Regions from separate parts of the Mus musculus genome. Here region 1 is linked to region 2. Evidence: chromatin contacts called from public ChIA-PET data. All regions are on one chromosome and are shown on one strand. Each heading gives the region's core, a stretch centred on a gene start, on an enhancer-like site or on the middle of the called end of the contact. The rest is flanking DNA. Distances are from core to core; before and after follow the strand shown.

Region 1 (5,791 bases), core at 2,618-5,117, 370 kb after region 2:
CCACCACGCCCAGCTCACAACTTTTAAGAATTTTTGTTTTGTTTTTGAAACAGGGTCTCACTGTCTCTCTCTGCTGGCCTCAAGGAAACAGGTTTGTCTGCTTCTGACTCTCAAGCACTGGTACCAAGCCTGGGTACCTTCAGAAGGTTTTAATACTATGAAACTCATTACCACTTTTTTATATTATTCTCTTTACAGATTTATTTTTAACACCATGTACGTGCGTGTTTGTCCGGGGAACTAAACATCCTGGGTGTATGGGTGCTCCTGGAGGCCAGAAGAGGGTGTTAGATGCCTTAGACCTGGCTCTGTAGATGCCTGTGAGCCAGGTCCCCAGTAGAAGGAATACACAGTCTTTAACAGTTGAGCCTTCTCTTCAGCCTTATACATTGCCCCCATTAACTAGGTTATCAATTAGGAGCTTTTTGCGGGACTGGAGAGATGGCTCAGTGGGTAAGAGCACTGACTGCTCTTCTAGAGGTCCTGAATTCAATTCCCAGCAACCACATGGTGGCTCACAACCAACTGTAATGGGATCTGATAACTTCTGGTGTGTCTGAAGACAGCTACAATGTACTTGATAAATAAAACAAACAAATACATCTTTTTTAAAAAGTCTTTTGCATGAGAGGCCAATAAATAATAGAAAATGAATAAAATGCTCCATTTTTGTTTGTGTTTTGGCGTTTTTGTCTTGGGGTTTATTTAACATTCTCTTATGTGTCTCAGTGTTTTGTCTCACATATCTCTGTGCACCCTATACGAGTCTTAGACCTTTAGCAGCCAGAAGAGGTTATCAGATCCCTGGAAGTGGTTACAGACTCTTGTCAGCTGCCATGTGCTGAGAACCAAACTAACATCTTCTGGAGGACCAGTCAGTTGGCCGATCTGCTAAGCCATCTCCAGCCCTTATGGAGTTTTGTTTGGTTTTGCTTGTTTGCTTTATTTTCTTGAGACAGGCTCTTACAACTGTAACTTGGGCTGGGCTGGGGTTACCAGGCCAAGCTAGAGTTGAACTCGCAGCAGTCCTGAGGCTCAGCTTCTGAGTGCTAGGGTTACAGGTGTGGCCTGTCACACTGAGTGATGTCACAATGAGTGTTTCAGCAATGAAAGATGAAGGCCAGTGAGATGGCTTATGGGGTAAAGGTACCCACCTCCTCTGACCCCCACATGCTCACACACACACACACATGCATAAACATACAAAAATAAATAAGATTTAACCCAGTTGAATGAGAGCACTCGGCAGTGGTGGGGTGTGGTTGAGTGGCAGAGTGCAGGCCTGTCTTGCAGGAAGCCCTGGGGTTGATTCTCTGACTAACATAAGCCAGATATGGAAGGCAGGAAAACCAAGTTCAAAGAGTAGCCCTCAGCTACAGATCGAGTTGGAGGTCGACCTGACCTATATAAGTGAGACCTGTCTCAAAGTGCAACAACTAAAATTTGGTGGGGCTAGGGATATAGTATGGTGGCAGAGCTCTTGGTTTGGCATGCACAGTAGCCAGGGTTCAATTTCCTGCACCAAAACGTTAAACACTCCCATTATCAAAAATATAAGGCTGGCCAGTGGCGGTGCAAGACTTTAATCCCATCTCTTGAGAGGCAGAGACAGATGGATCTCTGTAAGTTCAAAGCTAGCCTGGTCTAAAGAGAGAGTTGTTCCAGGACAGCCAAGGCTATACAGAGAAACCCTGTCTTGAAATACACACACACACACACTGCACACATACCACACACACACACACACACACTGCACACATACCACACACACACACACACACACACACACACACACACACACTGCACACATACCACACATACACACACACACACACACACACACACACACTCACACACTGCACACATAACACACACACACACACACACAAATAAATGGAAATGGATTTTGCATACACGAGCCTTTGACCGAACTGTGTTCCTACTTATATGTCCTATGTCTATACGCTCAGGAATGGAAAAACTCATCATGTGAAGGATGGTGGATAGAGTTTGGAAACGGCCTAGGAGAGAACTGTGCACATAAACTGTGAGCCCAGCTGCCTGGTGCTCCTGCAGGACTGTGTGGGATGGTCCTGGACTGGTGGCTCCGGAAAGCCAGGAAGTGCTTCCTATATCGATAGCTGACTAGCTCTCAATGCAGTGAGATCATAACTCACACAGGTCTTACTCTTCTTTTATATGGCAAAAGAGCCTTTGAAGATGTAACTGGGAGACAGAGGGGCAGTGCTGGGCTTCCTGGGTGGGCGCATGCTCTCACAGTCCTTAAAAGAGACAGCAAGAAATGCTCAACTAGCAGAGGCAGAAGCTGGACTTGGATGCCTTGAGCTATACACTTGTAATCCTAGTACTCAGAAGGCTGAGGCAAGAGGCCAGCCTGGGCTAAATAGGCAGACCCTGTCACAAACCTTTATCTCTCTCTCTCTCAAAAAAAAGTCTCAAAAGGACTTTGTAGTGTATCACTGTATTGTTCCCAATATCCAATATTCCCAGTTGTTCTCAGTTCCCAATATCTGGCCTGTAGATAAATCTTAGTATGGATTCACTAAAGGAACTAACAAGGCAGCAATAGACATACTTTTGTATGTACTGTTCGTATTTTGCAATCTGCAGAAATGTTTCTATAAGGGCTCTGGGTCAAATAATACATTATCTCAGAAATCACTAAAACAGTCTTTTTTTTAAAAAATATTTATTTATTATATGTAAGCACACTGTAGCTGTTTTCAGACATGCGAGCCACCATGTGGTTGCTGGGATTTGAACTCAGGACCTTTGGAAGAGCAGTCGGTGCTCTTAACCTCTGAGCCATCTCTCCAGCCCCCCCCCCCTTTTTTTTAAAGATTTATTTATTATTGTATGTAAGTACACTGTAGCTGTCTTCAGACACACCAGAAGAGGGCGTCAGATCTTGTTACGTACGGATGGTTGTGAGCCACCATGTGGTTGCTGGGATTTGAACTCTGGACCTTCGGAAGAGCAGTCGGGTGCTCTTAGCCACTGAGCCATCACTCCAGCCCCTAAAACAGTCTTTAAAAACATTTTTAAAAACAAATTAGATCTGACTGATCTAGTAATGAGATCTGACTCCCTCTTCTGGTGTGTCTGAAGACAGCTACAGTGTACTTACATATAATTAAAAAAAAAAAAAAAATACCAGGTGGTGGTGGCAGTGGTGGGGCATGCCTTTGATCCCAGCACTTGGGAGGCAGAGGCAGGTGGATTTCTGAGTTCGAGGCCAGCCTGCTCTACAAAATGAGTTTCAGGACAGCCAGGACTATACAGAGAAACCCTGTCTTGGAAAAAAAATTTTTTCAGTAAAACATTTTAGTACTATTTATTTTTCTGTACGTGTGGGAACATCATGCCATAGAACACATATGGAGGGTGGTCCGAGGACAGCCTCTCCTGTAGCTGCCCCTGGAATGTTCTCTGCCCTCTCAGCTCTTCCAAAGCAACACTTCCTGTAGCATGTGTGATTTGTCTCCTGTTCTGACCTGTGTGAAGGCAGCCTGGAGGTGGTAGGCTAAGCATGATGTTTAAACATGAGACACAGTCATATGGGGACTTGGTTGTTGCACTTAGGAAGTGGTGTTTGTTTTCCTCTGTGTATGCATCTGGGCTTCCAACTGCCTGACCAAGTCACAGAGCTGGGTTCTCTTTACCTACCCAGCTGCTGGGTGAGCTCATCTTGATCCTATCTGCGGTGAAGCAGGGTCCTTTACAGAACTTTAAAACTTACCAGTGAGTCATCAGGCCCCGACAACAAAAGCCAAACACTGTTTAGTTGCTGCTAGAAACCAGCAAGGGAGGAACGGGAGGCCGGGAGGCAGCCGTCGCGCCCCTCCCCCTCCCCGACAAGGTTTCTGACTCACTGAAGAAGTCACCACGTCTTATGTACTGCTCCAACTTCAGCAAAGCCTGCTTAATTCATTACAGTGTGACCAGCCAACAGGAGCTGTCCTTGTTGCTCCTGGTGTGGTCACCCAGATCATTTCCTGTACATGTCACAAATCCCAGGGACGGGCAATTACTCGATTATCTGCTTTTCTAGTGGCTGATCTGTTTGGGACTCGGGATTTTTATTTAGGACATTTCTGTGATCTTTTTACTTAAAAATAAAATTAAAAAAAAGCATCCCTTTATGTCTTTGTTAAGAGCAAGGTAACGAGGATTGAACCCTGAGTTTTGTACATGCCAGCCACACACTCTCCCCTGCACTATACACCCCCAGCTCAAGAAGCGGGATGAGGCGGTGGGGGGTGGGGTTGTGATGGATTACAAAATTGCTACTGTGAGACTAGAAGTGTAGAACACTTGCCTAGCATGTACAGGGCTCTGGGTTTCATCCCCAGTATTGCAATAAAAATAAAAATTAATTTGGGTGGTGTTAGTGCATGCCTTTAATTCTAGGACTCCAGAGGCAGAGGCAGTTGGATGCCTGTAAATTCGAGGCCAGCCTGGCCTACATTGAGTTCTAGGACAGTGGGGATTATACAGAGGAACCCTGAAATGACCACAGAAAGCAAATAGGAAATACAAGAGTTAGTTTGGTTTGGTGCTCCATAGAGCTGCAAGTCTGAAATATGCTGCTTGTGAACTCTTATGTTGCAGTGATGTGACTGGGATTGGGGGTGGGGGCAGTCTGCATTTTCTCTTGAGAAAGGACTTCCTGTCTGATGGCCGAGAGCTGCAGAGATAACTGGAGTTAGCCTCCTCCCACTAATATGCTAGGTTACCGTCAAAATCCATGCTGCTTGCAGCCACCCTGGCCTCCCACCTACCCCTCCCCACACCCTATTTTGGCTTCATTTTAATTTTACCAGTGTTTTGCCTGCAAGTACGACTGTGCACCATGTGTGCCTTGTGTTAGTGGAAGATAGAAGAGGGCATCAGATCCCCTGGAACGTTGTGAGTTGCCATGTGGGTCCTTGGAACTGGACCAAGTCCTCTGGAAGAGCAGACAGTGCTCTTAATTGCTGACACAATTATGCATTTTTTCCCCAAGATCCTAAAATGTATCACTCTTTGTTGGATACCATTCTGATACTTTGTTTTTAATTGCTTACTGTTGGGTATATGCATGGTATGTGTGAGAGAGATAAAGGAGACAAAAAATTAGACTCTTGCTGTATAATAATTTCAAAAGTTAGATAGTTTGGAGGTTGTATACACCATGTTGGTATGTGTGAAGGCTCTTCCCAGTTGTAAACTTGACTATACATGAAATGAATGAGAAATGGAGGGCTCACCTGTGATCCAGATCTTTTTTTTAAGATTTATTTATTATTATACATAAGTACACTGTAGCTGACGTCAGAAGTACCAGAAGAGGATGTCAGATCTCATTATGGGTGGTGGTGAGCCACCATGTGGGTGCTGGGTTTTGAACTCAGGACCTTCAGAAGAGCAGTCAGTGCTCTTACCCACTAAGCCATCTTGCCAGCCCCCTGATCCAGATCTTGAGGCTGGAAGACACAGACTTTTTATCCAGATCTTGAGGCACAGTGGTCATGGAAAATTTAGGCCCAGGTGAGGGAGAACACGAATTTAATCCCAGGAGACAGAGGCAAAGCAGCTCTCTGAGTTCAAGGTCATCCTGGGAGGGTAAGTTTCAAGTAAAGAACAGTTTAGGCCCAGGTGTGGTGGTACACACCTTTAGACTGAGCCATGCCTTCTCCTGGAGGCTCATACAAAGACATTGGAGGAAGAAGGAAGACTCACTCTTCTTCAGGATTCCAGCTTATACTGAGTACTGGCTGCAACACCCGGC
Region 2 (5,752 bases), core at 1,625-4,124:
AGAGAGAATATGTGACAACTCTGTAGAGTCCTTTCTCGTTGCATCAGGCTATCAGGCTGCTGGGCTTGCTCCTGTACTAAGTACCTTTACCCTCTCAGCCAGGTTTCTGGACCTCAAAGGTGCTTTTTGTCTGTTTTACTTGTAGAGATTTACTCTGTCTCTAAGATGTATATGTGGGTAGGTGTGTGCACATGAGTGCAGGTGTCTATGGAAGCCAGAAGAGGATATTAGATCCCCTAGTATTGGAGTCACAATTGATTGTGAGTCACTGTCATGGGTTCTGACAACTGAACTCAGGTTGTCTGCAGGAATAGTGGGTGCTTTTAACTGCTGAACCCACTCCGAAGACTTTTCTTTACCAAGTCATTCTTTATTGGAATGGCCTCTACCTTTTATCTAACTTAAACAATGTCTTCTGCAAATCTCATCATTTGTTTTTAACTCTATAGATGAAAATCACAAAGACAATGTGGACATCTATGATGTTCCACAGATACGGAAGGAAAGATGGAAGCCTAGCATGGTAGTGTGCACTTAAACTCCTAGCTCTTGGGAGGACTGCTGCAGGCCTGAGGCCAGCCTGATGTATATAGCAAGTTCTAGGTTAGCCAGGGCTATAAGCAAGAACTTGTTGACAGGAAGAGAGAGAGATACTGAGGTGGGTCATAGGAGAGAAGGAAGGAGGAAAAAGATAGAAAAAAAGAGACAGAAGATAAATTAGCATTACTTGCTTTCCAACAAAGAAACAAAGTAGCCCAAGGTCATTTAACAAATTAGCTCAAACACTAACACTCAGTGTGCCTGACCCTAAGTTGGTGTCACATCTTTCCAACACACCAGATTGTTTCGGGTAGATTAGTATGGGAAAATGGTGCATCGGTGATGTTGTATATAAAATATTACTACTATTGGTTTATTTGGACAGAAACAATACTGGCAAGAAGGAAGTACTTTATCAGGGAGCCTGTCATCTACTCCTCAAGGAACAAACTCAATGACTAAACAAACCAGTTCAACAAGAGTGGACTTGCTGCTCACAGGCACCAGGAGAATGCAAACAGAGATTTTCACTTTTGCGTGTTTGTTCTTTTTACACCTGATAAAATTACAACGAATACAAAGCATGCTTTAGCAGAATGTTTAGATAACAGAGACTACGTGTCCTGATATATGATAGGACAAATACTACCATTGTCTAAAGGGAACCTCTTGGCTAAGTGTACTCTTTTACCTGCCCTAAAATGTAAAAAAAAAATGGGAAAGAATTTAAATGCCTTAAAAATGAACCCCAAAAGAACTCCCATGTGAGTTAAGCAGTTAATAGGAAGTGAAATTTGACTTCTGTTTGTTCAGTTAAACTCACAGCTTTGGTTGGAAAGCCTTTCTCTGCCTAGAATCAGTCTGACAAATATCAGAGTCAGCTGGGGCTCTTAGTGACAGTGTCTCCAATGGTCAATGTGTAGGCAGAATTAATCACCGATGGGCCAAGTGGTTACTAAGCATACAAGCCCATCAGTTAATGTCGTCTGTCCTCCATGTTTACACCTATGTATTTCTGCACCAGCTTACATTTTGCGTGTATTACACTAACATTTTGTCTGAGGGAGCAGAAGGTAACTAATGCTGTAAGGATGTATTAAAGAAAGCATAAACCTTTGTGCTAGGAACAGAACACTGTGAGGCCTTTGATAGACATTTTATGCCAGTAGTTCTCAACTGGTAGTGATTTTGTCCTCCTGCCAGGTTTCTTAAAGGCAAGGTTTCTCCACAACAAAGGATAATTTAACCCTAGTATCTATACAGTCAGGGTTGAGAACATATAAATGGAAATTACCATGGAAACAATATTTGAGATTCTACTGCTTTGCTATACAAGTTCTCTAGGCATTAATCCTACTATCTGATTTATGTGTGTCCTGTGTTTAAGATTTATTATTGTTAATTATGTTGTATGTGTGTGCATGTGCCTACCGAGACTGGAGGCCAGAGGCACCAGAGCCCCTGGAGCTGGAGTGACAGGCAGTTGTGAGCCATCTGATGGAGGGACTGGGATTGAAACTCAGATCCTCTGAAAGAACAATGTGTGTTCTTAACCACTAAGCTATCTCTTAAGCCCTTTGGGGTCTTGTTTGTTTGTTTGAATTTATTTTGTACTGAGACAGGTTCTCAAGTTGCCCAGGCTGTCACTGAGCGCCCTATGTGACCAAGAATGATCTTTAACTTTTAATCATCCTGCTTCTACCTCCTAAATTTTGGGGTTACACATACATACCACAACATCCTGCCTGTCTGTGCTTAGTTTTGTTTTTAAATTTTAATTTGTTTTATTACATCAGATCTCCAGACTCACCTTTCTCTCAGCCTACCAATATATTTCTGAAATCAATTGTTCTTAATTAAAATGATTGTTTTGTGTATGTATGATGTGTATTATGTGCTTGTGTGTGTGTGTGCTGGGGAGGGGGGAGTATAGGTCCATGGGAAGGCCAAGGCAGCTGTATGGAGGTCAGAGAACAGCTTCAGGTATCAACCTTGCTGGAGGCAGGGCCTTTGATTGCTCACCGCTGCATGCATGAGGCAAGCGGGCCCTGCGTTTCTGAGAAATCTTCTGCCTCTGCCTCCCATTTTGTAGGAGCACTGGGGTTTCAGGCAGACAGGTGCTACTGTACCCAGCTTTTACATGGACTTTGAGATTCAAACTCTGGTCTTTATGCTTGCATACCAAGTACTTTATCTACTAAGCCATCCCCACACCTCCTCCTGATGGTCTTTAAAACTATCTGCAAGTTTTAGAAAAGCTAGGTGTGGAGCCTGTAGATGCCCCAATCCCAGGCTCTGCAGGAGGTGCTAGTGCTACCCTTAGTGGTTACACTGTAGACACTGCGAATCAAATAACAGGAAATATGTGAATTAAATAAAATGTTTCTCTTTCCTTTCCTTTCTTTTTGGTGTGGTTTCTATTGTTGTTGAGTTTCTTCATGTAGATGAAGCTACCCTCAGACTTGTGAGTCTCCTGTCTTAGCCTCGAGAGTACTAGGGTTACAAGTCCCTATCCCCAGCCGCAATGTTTTATTGAGTCAAGGGCTCGCTAAGCTCCTCTAGCTTCCCTTGACCTTGTGATCCTCCTGCCTCTGCCTCCTGAACACCTAGGATTTCCTGCACTAAAAATACTTTTGATGGTGGTTAGCAAGTTTACTCCAGGCTTGGCTTTGCACTTGACTCTTGAAATTACACTGGGTTTTATCCACTTTTAGGAATGTAGTAAATAAAATGAAAAGAAAAAAATCATTCTAAATAGTAATTATATATGATAATGGAATATTTGGAAATATTCTACATATGACATTGATAGGATTAATAATCAATTCTCTAAACTATACTTAACAAGCTTATAGATTGTGTCAATTCCTAGACATTTTTTTACGTGTTTCTCTGTGTGTGGCATGTACATATGCATGCATGTCTGTTTACATGTATGTGTACACACATGGGTCAGTGCATATGCACATGTATGAACACCTGTGTCTGAAGGCCTGAAGTTGACATCTGGGGTCTTCCTCTCCTGCTCTCTGCCTTACTGAGGCAGGTCTATCAGTTAACAGTGCTCCCTTGTGTGGTCAGTATAGCTAGGCAGCTGGCTCTTGGATACTCTGTCTCCACCTTCTGCTTGCTGGAGTTACAGGCAGGCCACTTTGTCCACACAGCGTTTCTGTGAGCCCCAAGGATCCAAACTCTGGTCCTCACATTACACAAGAAGTGCTTTATCCACCAAGCTGTCTTCCTAGCTCCCTTTTAATGAACACTTTTAATGAAGTAATGTTAAAGCCAAAAGGAAACCATCACACAGTTTACACACTGGGAATAACAATCTATGGGCAAACATGTTTTAATTATAGGAGAATCTCTAGAGTGATGGCTACATTTTTTTTCTAAAGTTAAAGAAAAGTACCATTGCTTCTTCTTTAAGCAAAACGATGAAAGAACATACAGAACAGTAGGTTACCTGTACAGGAGTAAGACAAGAATGTCATGGCCTTCATCTTCCCCTTTCAATGGAAATGCTTGCCTTTTTTTCTTTTGTGTTTTTGGAGATACGGTCTTACTGTTTAGCACTGGTTTTCCTGGCTCTCACTATATAGACCAAGCTTGCATCCAATTTACAGAGATCTACCAGCCATGACATCCCAAGTGTTGGAACCAAAGGCATGAGCCACCGCTTGCCTTCAAAAGTATCAGGTGATAGAGGCAAAATGTTTTGCAGGGGCCTGAGGAAAAAGCCTACCCCGGATGTTTTCCTGCGCATGAACAGCGAAGGCTCCTGGATAAATCCTCACCAAGGACCACCAGTTGAAATAACTACATCTACAGCTTGCTAGAACAATTTCTTCATCGAGAGATACACACTAGTTAGAACATGCATCAGTGTCTAAGTGAGGACCTGCAGTCTCATGGAAAGATCTACCTACGACCATTTCCACCACACCATATGAGGGCAGAGGCTGGCAATGAGCAGCTACCGCAGCACCAGAACTTACCCCAACGTCATCATCGCTCTGCAACAGCTGGGAGTGTCCAAAGAGGCGCCTCTTCAGGATGGGCTCAACTAAGGTAAGATATACCATGTACAGAAGCAGAAGGCCCAAAATAGAGAGATAAATTATAATGGTAACCTAAAGGATAAAGAAAAGATGACACACCTCAGTGCAAGGCAAGATAGCAAAGTTTGTTCAGTAACAGTGACATCTTGGGAAGCCTGACACATCTACTTGGAGCACAGGGTTGTGTACAGCCAGAGCCCAGCAGAAGAGGCAACCTGAATCCACCAAGGCAGGAAAAGAGGGAACAAAGTGGTGCCTCTGGGTCTTTTTGTGGGTCCCCACCACCCCATCATTCGCCACTGTGGCCTGCACCGTTGTTTTCCTCTTCAGCTGAGCACAGCATTCTGCATTCCGCATCACTGCGGAAACCACCCACAGGAATCCTAGCTGAATGATGATTCCAGCGGGTTTCAAGAGAGCATCCCTTCAGATTGATGGAGGTCAGCAGAAACGGCTGTCAGGACAGTGATTTGGGGTATTACATCATGTGCTGCCACTTGACATCCCCTCAGTTGGCTGTAATAATACAGAACACACTCTGGCAAAGGCAGGGAAAGGCGGAACCCTCACATGCTGCCACCGCTTTGGAAAACTGTCCAGCCATCTCTTCACAAGCCAATTTACCACTCTGTGAATTTTCCCTCGAGAAAAACAAACACATCCATACAAAAACACTCAAGACAGTATTTTTTTTTTCTTTCTGGTTTTTCAAGACAGGGTTTCTCTGTATAGCCCTGGCTGTCCTGGAACTCACATTGTAGACCAGGCTGGCCTCGAACTCAGAAATCCGCCTGCCTCTGCCTCCCGAGCACTGGGATTAAAGGCATGCGCCACCACGCCCGGCACACTCAAGACAGTATTATGGAAATAATCCAAATATTCATGAACTGAGAAGCAGTCAGACAGTGGAATACTATTTAACATGAGATGAAGTCCTATGCATACTACAACTCAGACAGAGTAAAAAGTCACAAAGGACCACATATGACTTTACTTACATAAAATATTAAAAATGGGTACAGGTAGTTAAAAATAGTGACTATTTGGAACCAGAGAAAATAGATCTTTAAAGCCTTTATCTTTTTTTTTCTTTTTTTTTTTTTTTAATTTTGTTTTGTTTTGTTTGAAATAGGATCTCTCAACAGAGCATTGTC

The links. ChIA-PET counts read pairs in DNA pulled down with a chosen protein or histone mark.
Region 1: a contact with region 2 is called in an RNA polymerase II ChIA-PET map of memory CD8 T cells, with 8 read pairs. The contact joins two enhancer-like sites. A contact is called at or near these places in 4 of 39 promoter capture datasets (3T3-L1-derived adipocytes, the HPC-7 cell line, hippocampal neurons and 1 more) and 2 of 115 datasets of contacts at active chromatin or transcription factors (memory CD8 T cells and microglia).

The regions. Positions count from the first base shown.
Region 1 is chr7:110,105,559-110,111,349 of GRCm38.p6, forward strand. No RefSeq gene overlaps it. Among named protein-coding and RNA genes, the nearest start is that of Wee1, 14 kb to the right of the region's middle. Within about 2 kb of position 3,868, at least 283 of the 459 cell types and tissues checked have an H3K27ac peak or open chromatin away from gene starts, as enhancers often do. A contact at or near this core is called in memory CD8 T cells, where this site is marked.
Region 2 is chr7:109,739,012-109,744,763 of GRCm38.p6, forward strand. Tmem9b (TMEM9 domain family, member B) reads right to left here. Exons shown (of 5, transcript NM_020050.1): 4 at 4,536-4,670. Among named protein-coding and RNA genes, the nearest start is that of Ascl3, 10 kb to the left of the region's middle. Within about 2 kb of position 2,875, at least 31 of the 459 cell types and tissues checked have an H3K27ac peak or open chromatin away from gene starts, as enhancers often do. A contact at or near this core is called in memory CD8 T cells, where this site is marked.